2 separate regions of the Mus musculus genome follow, and region 2 is linked to region 1. The links are chromatin contacts, called in public Hi-C maps. All regions are on one chromosome and are shown on one strand. The core of a region is the stretch at or near the end of the contact, and the rest is flanking DNA. Distances in the headings are between cores, read along the strand shown. Region 1 has its middle 4.1 kb from the start of Gm30187. Region 2 overlaps Notch3 (notch 3).

Region 1 (5,181 bases), core at 2,006-4,505:
AACTATGACCCACAGCCACTGGCGTGGATAGGACAACCCTTCCAAGCAAGAAGGATTTGCTGAGGGAGCAAATGAATGGAGTAAGTGAATGAGTATATACATAACTGAATGAGTGAGTGAGTGAGTGAGTGAGTGAGTGAGTGAGTGAGTGTGTGATAAAGTAGAGGGAATGCCTAGTAGGTGAGTGCATGAATGAATGAATGAGTGAATGAGCAAAAGACTGAATGAGTTAATAGATATATGACTGAAGGAGTAAGTAAATGAATACATGAAAAAACGCATGAGTGGGTGAATGAATGAGTGAATGAATGAATAAGTAGAGTGTGAATGAATGAATAAGTAGAGTGAATGCATAGGTGAGTGCATGAATGAGTGAATGAATGAGCAAACGACTGAATGGGCAAGCTAGTGAATACATGACTGAATGAGTGAATGAGCGTCTGAGACACAGCTCTGGAGAGCTCACAGCCTGAGTCTTAGGTTCTGACCAGTGCTCTATTTCCTAATCTGGAAAGAGGCTGTGTGTTCCTTAAAATGGACACATTCATCTCCTCTACACATTGCATATTCCACAATAAGGTGGGAGAGAGAGAGAGACACTAAAATCTCAAAATGTCTCTAAAAATGATAGTGCCAGGAGCAGTAGCTGCATGAACGCACCACAGACAGAAACTCTAAAACCCAGGCCAACGGGCAGAAAACAGCAAGTAGGGATGATGAGGGAAGGCATGGAGTCATTGAGTTTCTTTCCTAAGTTGCCCAAGAGGCCAAGGAGCTGAGCTGGACAGGGCCCCACTCCTTGGCAATGTGAAGGGTACCACGGCTGCCAAAGGAGCTTGGCGTGGCCACCCCATGCACACTGCCAGGTCCCACCAGGCCCTGGGATGGCCAGGAGGAGTTCTGCCAGGCCATGCAGAAATACAACACCAGCGCCAAGTCTCCCGCAGGGATGCAGAACTCCCTAATTACAATGATTACTGAAGAAGGGGAGGGTGCCTGGAGCAGACGAGACTGCTATAAGGGAGGGAGGCAATTGAAAGATCCGGTAGTGATGGACGACAGTCCCCAGATTTGTCCACCAGTGTCACAGCTGCGTGCTCACACAAGTGTGCACACAACACACGTGACGTGTGTCAGATCTCATCGTGGAACGAGCTTGTACACACACACAAGCATGCACGTGGGGTGTGCCAGATCTTGGCATGGGATGAGCTTGTACTGTGATTCATGACCCCTGGGCTTTGAAACACAAGGACACCGTGTTCAGGGTCCTCCGCACCCCTCAAGGTGAGAGCTGGATGCGCTCAGAGCGAGACGAGATGGCTCTTCAGAGCAACTGAAGGCTCCAGGCTGCCCCAGGCAGCTCCAGGTGGCCCCAGGCTGCTACCGAATGAGTGTCAGAGTTCATCTCCTGAAGTCTGAGGCTGAGTCTTTTTGTCTTCTTGATTTTATTTTATTTTTTAAGATTGATTGATTGATTGATTGATTGATTGATTGATTTAATGTATGTGAGTACACTGTAGCTGTACAGATGGTTGGGAACCTTCATGTGGTTGTTGGGAATTGAATTTAGGACCTCTGTTCCCCCCAGTCAACCCTGCTCACTCCGGTTGGCCCTGCTCACTCAGGCACAAAGATTTATTTATTATAAATAAGTACACTGTAGCTGTCTTCAGACACACCAGAACAGAGCTTCAGATCTCATTACAGATGGTTGTGAACCACAATGTGGTTGCTGGGATTTGAACTCAAGACCTTTAGAAGGGCCATCAGTGCTCTTACCCCCTGAGCCATCTTGCCAGCCCTTGATTTTATGTTTTTAATTAGTCTTTTGCTAGTCTTGCTACCTGGATTTCCCTTTTCACTCTAACCCTGGTAGAGATGCAGCTAATCTCATGAACCACCAATAGGCTATGCTAGCAGCTCGAAAACGTCCATCTGTATTTCTGTTTTTCCTTGACACAGAGTCATACTGTGTGGCCCTGGCCCATCTTGGATTTGTGATTCTCCTGCCTCTGCCTCCCCAATGCTGATTTTAGGTGTGTTCCACCAAATCCACTGAAAAAGCCAACCTTTCAGAAAATTACACTCATTTATCTCTGTGTATCCACATGCGTGTATACCGTGGTGTGCGGGTGGCGATCAGAGAGTCAGTTCTTCTCATCCATTACTCCCTGGGATTGAACTCAGGTACTCAGGACTGGTAGCAAACACCCAGTAAGCCACCAGTCCATCCACCAAACCCCACCCCACCCCACCCCACCAAAAAAAAAATTTTTTTTAATTTTTTTCTTTTATTTTCTTCTTTGAGATAGGGTCTCTCTATGTAGTCCTGGCTGGCTTCAGGTCTCTGTAGACCACCAGGTTGGCCTCAAACTCACAGAAATCCACCTGCCTCTGCCTCTGGAGTACTGGAATTAAAGGTGTGCACCACCACACTCCAACTCAAAAACTTTGATGGTTTTGATCTCAGGATCCACATATGAGCCATTCTGAGTACAAGCTTTGTGTGTGTGTGTGTGTGTGTGTGTGTGTGTGTGTGTGTGTGTGTGTGTATGGGTACCTATGCCTGCTTTCCTAGAAACAAGTCTGTGTCTCACATCTTCAAAGGCAAGGCATCCTTGACCTTCTGACTCCCCACCTGACCCATTGTATCACAGAGGAGGAAACTCAGGTCCAAGATGAGTCTAGATTTCCACCTTCACACTCCACGCCAACCCCACGACTCAGGAAGGCCCTTGCATAGGTGGCCTGGAGTCCCAGAGCAGCCTCAGCCCAGACAGGAAACTGTCTAAAAGCTAAACTTGAGTTGCACACTGTCTTGCAATAGAGTCTCCTTGCACATTGCAAGCATCTTGCCCTGCCAGGCCTCCTGGGCAGCAGCCCAGAGGAGAGGTCCAATCCCAGTCACATGGTGGTAATTCTTAGCTAGCAACTGTGAGCATTGCACAAGACCAGACACAGGAGGGTATACTGTGCCCCACTAGGGCAAAGTGGATTGGGGGAGAATAGAAAGCTCTGGGCTCAGGATTAACCCACTGAACACAACACGAGGGGCCCAAGCAGAGCCAGCTCCACTGTACTGCAGACCAGGACAGCAAAGACCCACAAGGCAGAGGGCCCAACACACATGAATATTGTAATAGGTCACCTGACCCCTGCTATCGAGTGGCCACTGTTTACAGCCCAGCAGAGTACAGAGCACAAAGGCGACCTAGCCTAAACTCATCTGACTCCTGATGTTTGAAACTAGAACTCATTTGCTAAATGTGGATGGTGCTGACACCTGTCCTGGGCCGCAATTCATGTAGTCCCTGACAGGGGTCAGGACTGGGTGTGCCTGTCCCCAGACTCACCTCCTCCATTCAGGGCAGCCACGAGAGTTACAGTCAGACTCCAGAGGGTTCCAGGACACAGCCAGTTGAGCCAGAGATCGACCTGCCAGGGACTTATAAGTGTGTTTATTTCTGTCGTTGAGACTGGACTGCAGAAGGAATGGCTGTCCATAAAACCTCAGGAGTTCTGAACCATGTGTCACAGTGTAGTTGGGTGGCACCGCCAGTTGCTTCCACAGCTAGCTCTTTGGTCTTTCCATCATATGTATATTTACCTCTGTGCCACATAAGAGCTGGTGTCTCCTGTTCCAAGAAGTCATCTCGTGTCACCTGTAAGCATGGCCTTCTACATGTCAAGCTGGGCTGCAGCTATGGAAGGCATAAGCTCTGCCCTGCTTTGTAAGAAAACTCTCTTCTAAAACCCTCTTCTCTTGTTCAGAATGTACATCCAAGGGTATACACATCCAAAGCCTCCTCCATGGAAGGGCTCACCTTCCAGCTCCTGTAAGAACGTGGAACAAGAAAACCCCGCGCCACGTGTCTTCCCAAGTCTAACTAAATGTTTTTATGCCTTTATTGTCTTTGCATCGATTTAAAGTTTTGTAAGGTTCTCTTATTCTATTTAGGGACGTTGTTGGCGCTTTTAACATTTAACATATACACTTAGTTTAAAGCAGTGGTTCTCAACCTTCCTAATGCTGCCATCCTTTAATACAGTTCCTCACGCTGTCGGTGACCCCCCCAACCATAAAATTACTTTCATTGCTACTTCATAACTGTATTTTTACTACTCTTATAAATTGTTGTATAAATCCCTGTGAAAAAGTTGCAACCCACATATTGAGAACCAATGATCTAAAAGTATCTCTCTTGCTCCTGAATTTAAAAAAAAAAAAAAATCTGAAGAACATTTTAGACTTAAAAAAAAATCGAGATGGAGAGATGGCTCAGTAGTTTGACTGATCTTCCAGAGGTCCTGAGTTCAATTCCCAGCAACCACGTGGTGGCTCACAACCATCTGTAATGGGATCCGACACCCCTCTTCTGGTGTGTCTGAAGACAGCAACAGTGTACTCATAACATAAAATAAATCTCTAAAAAAACAATCATCATGTAGAAGTCCCTAAATGGGGCTGAAGAGATGGCTCAGCGGTTAAGGGCACTGACTGCTCTTCTAGAGGTCCTGAGTTCAATTCCCAGCAACCACATGGTGGCTCACAACTATCGGTAATGAGATCTGATGCCCTATTCTGATATGCAGGTGTGCATGCAGATAGAGCACTCATACACAAAATAAATAAATAAATCTTTTTTTTAAGGAAGAAGGGGGAGGACAAGGAGGAAGAGGAGGAGGAGGAGAAGAAGGAGGAGGAAGAGGAGGAGGAGGAGGAGGAGGAGGAGGAGGAGGAGGAGGAGAAGAAGAAGAAGAAGAAGAAGAAGAAGAAGAAGAAGAAGAGAAGAAGAGAAGAAGAAGAAGAAGAAGAGGAAGAAGAAGAAGAAGAAGAAGAAGAAGAAGAAGAAGAAGAAAAGAAGAAGAGAAGAAGAAGAGAAGAAGAAGAAGAAGAAGAAGAGAAGAAGAAGAGAAGAAGAAGAAGAAGAAGAGGAAGAAGAAGAAGAAGAAGAAGAAGAAGAAGAAGAAGAAGAAGAAGAAGAAGAAGAAAAGAAGAAGAGAAGAAGAAGAGAAGAAGAAGAAGAAGAAGAGAAGAAGAGAAGAAGAAGAGAAGAAAAAGAAGAAGAAAAAGAAGAAGAAAAGAAGAAGAGGAAGAAGAAGAAGAAGAAGAGAAGAAGAAGAAGAAGAAGAAGAAGAAGAAGAAGAAGAAGAAGAAGAAGAAGAAGAAGAAGAAGA
Region 2 (5,181 bases), core at 1,778-4,277, 420 kb before region 1:
TCCTTGGGCACTACAGTCACATGCACATACCCCCACACGTACATATAAATAATAAAAGAAAAAATTTTAAGGGTTGGAGAGATGGCTCAGCAGTTAAGAATACTGTCTGCTCTTCCAGAGGTCCTGAGTTCAATCCCTAGGAACCACATGGTGGCTCACAGCCATCTGTAATGGGATCTGATGCCCTCTTCTGGCACGCAGGTGTACATGCAGATAGAGCACTCATATATAAAATAAATATTTTAAAAAATCATATATCCAAATTAACCAGACCCAAAGTCTATATAACGTAATAAATTTATATACAGTTAGAATTGGCCTTCTGGCAGAAGCTATGAAACTTCACATTAAATTTTATATTTTTAGTACTGAACAAATTTTAGATTCTTTTTTTTTTTTTTCTTTTTTCTTTTTGTTTTTTCGAGACAGAGTTTCTCTGTGTAGCCCTGGCTGTCGTGGAACACACTTTGTAGACCAGGCTGGCCTCGAACTCAGAAATCCGCCTGCCTCTGCCTCCCGAGTGCTGGGATTAAAGGCGTGTGCCACCACGCCCGGCTATTTTAGGTTCTTAGGTTCTTATCCACCACCAACCCCAAAAGACCATGGCAAATCAGAACTAGAACACCTAAGTTTTTGTCGTCATTCACAAATGCCTCGTGCCTGCACTTAGTCTTTCCTCCTCCCATACATTTAGCCTTTCTTGTTCTCTTCTCTCTGTGTTGTGCTGTACCCACATGAACATGTGTGGCTTTAGCTTGCATTTCCCTCATGGGAAATGAACCTGGCTAACTTTTCACCTGATCATTGGTCGTACGTAGATCTTCCTTGAGGAAATAATTATTTGGAATTTATTTTGGTGGTGCTGGAGATCAAACGCAGGCTCTTCTAGATGCTACTCAGCGTTCCAGGGCTCAGCTGCACACCTAAGCACCGAGATTATCATTTCTCACTGTTATTAGACTTCATATATATGTTAGAATTGTATATGTGAGCCGGCAGTGGTGACGCACGCCTTTAATCCCAGCACTTGGGAGGCAGAGGCAGGTGGATTTCTGAGTTCAAGGCCAGCTTGGTCTACAGAGTGAGTTCCAGGATAGCCAGGACTGCACAGAGAAACCCTGTCTCGAAAAACCAATTAAAAAAAAAAGAATTGTGTGTGTGTGTGTGTGTGTGTGTGTGTGTGTGTGTGTGTGTGTGTACACATACACAGATCCCATTACAGATGGTTGTGAGCCACCATGTGGTTGCTGGGATTTGAACTCAGGACCTCTGGAAGAGCAGTCAGTGCTCTTAACTGCTGAGCCACCTCTCTAGTCCTTGCCAGGCCATTTTCTACACATTTCTGCCTGTTCTGTAATGGAGAACCTGACATGAGCCTGACACTGATGTTTATCTCCTTACAGGGAAATCTGCCTTACACTGGGCTGCAGCTGTGAACAACGTGGAGGCTACCTTGGCTCTGCTGAAAAATGGAGCCAACAAGGACATGCAGGACAGCAAGGTGAGCCACTGGGGGCCTACAGTGCTACAGCCCCTGAATGTGACAAAGCAGAGTCAGGGAGGAATAAGCCTGTTAGGGGCATCCATCTTGCTTGCAGTCAGCTCTCAGGAGTGGGATTCTGGCCTGAAGGCTGTGAGAGCAAACTGTTGAAGTCGCTGTGTGACATCGAACGCAGTTGTCCCCATTGTGACAGGGGAAGCAGCAGCATGAGCTGCTGAGCTTGAACAAGCCTACTTTTCTTCCTTCCTTCTTTCTTTCTTTTTGAGACTAACTTCCTACCTCAGGTTGGCCTTGAACTCACAATTCTCATATTTCTACTAACTAAATGCTGGTATATGCTCTCATGCCTGGCTTTTTCTTTTTTCAATGATATATTTTATTTTTAAATAGTGTGTGCGTGTAAGTATGTGGACATGAGTTGCAGATATCCTTGAAGCAAGAAGAGGGTGTTGAATCCCCCTAGAGCTGAATCTATAGGCAGTTGTGAACTGCCCGTGTGGATACCAGGGATGGCACTGAAGTCACCAGGCTGAGTGACAAGTGTGGTTACCCACTGTGCCGTCTTGCCGTCTTGCCAGTCTTTACATTGTTTCCTTCTCTTTTGGAGATCATGTCTTACTGGTTAATTTAGCAAAAGCTGACCTCAAACTCTTGGTGAGTCTTCTGCCTTAGCCTCTCAAGTGCTGGGGTCATAGGCTCAGGTTCTCTCTCTGTCTGTCTCCATCTCTGTCTTTCCCTCCCTTCCTTCCTTCCTTCCTTCCTTCCTTCCTTCCTTCCTTCCTTCCTTCCTTCTTTCTTTCTTTCTTTCTTTCTTTCTTTCTTTCTTTCTTTCTTTCTTTCTTTCTTTCTTTCTTTCTTTCTAAGACAAGGACTCACTTTGTAGACCAGGCTAGCCTAGAACTCAGAGACCCTTTTGCCTTTGTGTCCTGGATGGTAGGACTGAAGGTGTACAGGACCACCAGAACCCCAACAACTCACTTTTTAATCTTTTGTTTTTTTGGTTTTTCAAGATAGGGTTTCTCTGTATAGTCCTGGCTGTCCTGGACCTCACTTTGTAGACCAGGACAAAGAAACTGGTAGAACTCAGAAATCTGCCTGCCTCTGCCTCCCGAGTGCTGGGATTAAAGGCGTGCTTTTTAATCTTTTATAACTCTTTTTAAAACTTTTATAACATCACCATGCAGTTTATTTTGATGACTGGAAGTTTTGATGCCCCTTTAAATTTTGTGCCTAAGGTAAGTCCTGGCCAGATGTGCCTGCTACAGAGAGAGCTTGTTTCTTCAACAGAGCTGGAATCCAAACTCAGGTCCATCTATTTCCAGGGTATCAACTCTTAGTTCTCAGGCTGCCCTAGAGATTAGAAAGCTAGGTGTTGGCCAGAGTGACTGACCTCCGTGGGTTCTGCCCCTCCCCCGCCTCAGGAAGAGACGCCGCTGTTCTTGGCCGCTCGGGAGGGCAGCTATGAGGCTGCCAAGCTGCTGCTGGATCATCTCGCCAACCGGGAGATCACAGATCACTTGGACAGGCTGCCCCGGGACGTGGCCCAGGAGCGGCTGCACCAGGACATTGTGCGGTTGCTGGACCAGCCCAGTGGACCTCGAAGTCCCTCTGGTCCCCATGGCTTAGGGCCATTGCTCTGCCCACCAGGGGCCTTCCTTCCTGGCCTCAAAGCGGTGCAGTCTGGGACCAAGAAGAGCAGGAGGCCACCTGGCAAGACCGGGCTGGGGCCACAGGGAACTCGTGGTCGGGGCAAGAAGCTGACACTAGCCTGTCCAGGACCTCTGGCAGACAGCTCTGTCACACTGTCACCGGTGGACTCTCTGGACTCACCACGGCCTTTCAGTGGGCCCCCTGCTTCCCCTGGAGGCTTCCCCTTGGAGGGCCCCTATGCCACCACGGCCACCGCGGTGTCCTTGGCACAGCTAGGCGCAAGTAGGGCGGGTCCTCTGGGGCGCCAGCCTCCTGGGGGCTGTGTGCTCAGCTTTGGTCTGCTCAATCCTGTAGCTGTTCCCCTCGACTGGGCCAGGCTGCCTCCACCTGCCCCTCCAGGGCCCTCATTCCTGCTGCCCCTGGCTCCGGGACCCCAGTTGCTCAACCCAGGAGCCCCAGTTTCTCCCCAAGAGCGGCCCCCACCCTACCTGGCTGCTCCAGGACATGGAGAGGAATATCCTGCAGCAGGAACCCGCAGTAGCCCCACCAAGGCCCGCTTCCTGCGGGTTCCCAGCGAGCATCCTTATTTGACCCCGTCTCCTGAGTCCCCAGAGCACTGGGCCAGCCCATCCCCCCCATCCCTCTCAGACTGGTCTGACTCAACACCTAGCCCAGCAACTGCTACCAATGCCACAGCCTCTGGAGCCCTGCCTGCTCAGCCACACCCCATATCTGTTCCCTCCCTCCCTCAGTCCCAGACTCAGCTGGGACCCCAACCAGAAGTTACCCCCAAGAGGCAGGTGATGGCCTAAGTTCTTGGATTTGAGGGGTGCTGAAGTGACACTCCTCTATGACTTCTTTCTTCCTCCTTTTTAATCTTACTCTCATCCCTTTCTCTCTGTCCCAGCCTTCCTGCACCTCTCTGTCTTGTAGTGTGACCAAGTTGGTCACCAGCCCAGACCCCCAGTCTTCCTTTATTTATAATGGGTAGGGGCTGACCTTCCACCACCTTGGCCCCCTAAGGGATCTGGGACCTCCTTTTGATCCCTCTCCCTGCCTCAACTTCCTCCCCCCCCTCTTTCTGCTTCTCATTGTCTCACACTCTGACAAGAGTGAGTTATTATTTTTTTCTTTTTTACATTTTGTATAGAGACAAATTCATTTAAACAAACTTATTATTATTATTATTTTTTACAAAATATATATATGGAGTTGCTCCCTTCCCCCCGCTGCAAATTCCTCCAGCGCCCCCGTGGGGCTGAGTCTGTGGGCCCGTTTGGCCAATCCGGACTCTGTGTACTGAGTACACAGATATGACTAGGGCTCCACGTACTGAGTATGTGGCCCTCGTATGTACCAAGTAGCCAGCCTTGGGCACACCCTCCCCTGGGGTCAGGGGACATTTGGGAGCCTCCTTCCCCTCCCCATTCCCCTTCCTCACTTCACTGCATTCCAGATAAGACGTGTAGACTCACTGGGAAAGGGGTCTTGTCTGCTCAAAGCCTCAACTCCAGGCTCACCTCCCAGAGCCTGGCTCACCTTTTAGGGCCTGGGGTGGGGGGGCACGTCAGGGGAGATGTATTTTGTATGCATTCCACTTCTAATTGTAAATACAGGGCAGAAGGTGGGAGTGGCTCTCCCTCTTCCTGTTGTTCTCTTGGCTCAGCCTGCCTAATAGAAATGTTTTTAGGCTGTTTTTGTAATATGGCACCTGGTCACAGTCCTTTGTAGCTGAATTCCCAGGTCCTGCACTGTACAACCCTCACCTTCTCAGTTCCCTTACCACCTAATAAAGGAATAGTTAATACCCAAGTGTCTGGTTTCTGTGCAAGGTCCAAAGTGGGGGTTTCTGGGCCTCTTCCTCCACAGGGCTAACTTGAACTCCCATCTTGGGGCAGAGCCATGTGCTTTGTCAGTCCACCTTTGACTCCTTTTTGGTCAGGTATCTAGCTTCATTTCTGTTGCTTTAAGCAAATACCTAACAGAAAAGAAACTTAAGGGACAGAGGGACTTTTTCCTAACTAAATATT

Evidence for each region. A called contact is a pair of places that touch in the nucleus more often than the background predicts.
Region 2: a Hi-C map of liver shows a contact between it and region 1, with 4 times the contacts expected there. The contact joins two enhancer-like sites. A contact is called at or near these places in 3 of 484 Hi-C or Micro-C datasets (bone marrow-derived macrophages, liver and nephron progenitors), 3 of 115 datasets of contacts at active chromatin or transcription factors (embryonic basal ganglia, kidney and pancreatic cancer cells) and 2 of 9 other capture datasets (adipose tissue and pancreatic islet).

The regions. Positions count from the first base shown.
Region 1 is chr17:31,701,520-31,706,700 of GRCm38.p6, reverse strand. No RefSeq gene overlaps it. Among named protein-coding and RNA genes, the nearest start is that of Gm30187, 4.1 kb to the left of the region's middle. Within about 2 kb of position 3,255, at least 27 of the 459 cell types and tissues checked have an H3K27ac peak or open chromatin away from gene starts, as enhancers often do. A contact at or near this core is called in adipose tissue and liver, where this site is marked.
Region 2 is chr17:32,120,602-32,125,782 of GRCm38.p6, reverse strand. It overlaps Notch3 (notch 3), which reads left to right. Exons shown (of 33, transcript NM_008716.3): 32 at 1,404-1,501; 33 at 2,923-4,963. The coding sequence ends at 3,963. The region is part of intron 1 of Gm38585 (a long non-coding RNA gene); the gene reads right to left. Among named protein-coding and RNA genes, the nearest start is that of Gm38585, 10 kb to the right of the region's middle. Within about 2 kb of position 3,027, at least 38 of the 459 cell types and tissues checked have an H3K27ac peak or open chromatin away from gene starts, as enhancers often do. A contact at or near this core is called in adipose tissue and liver, where this site is marked.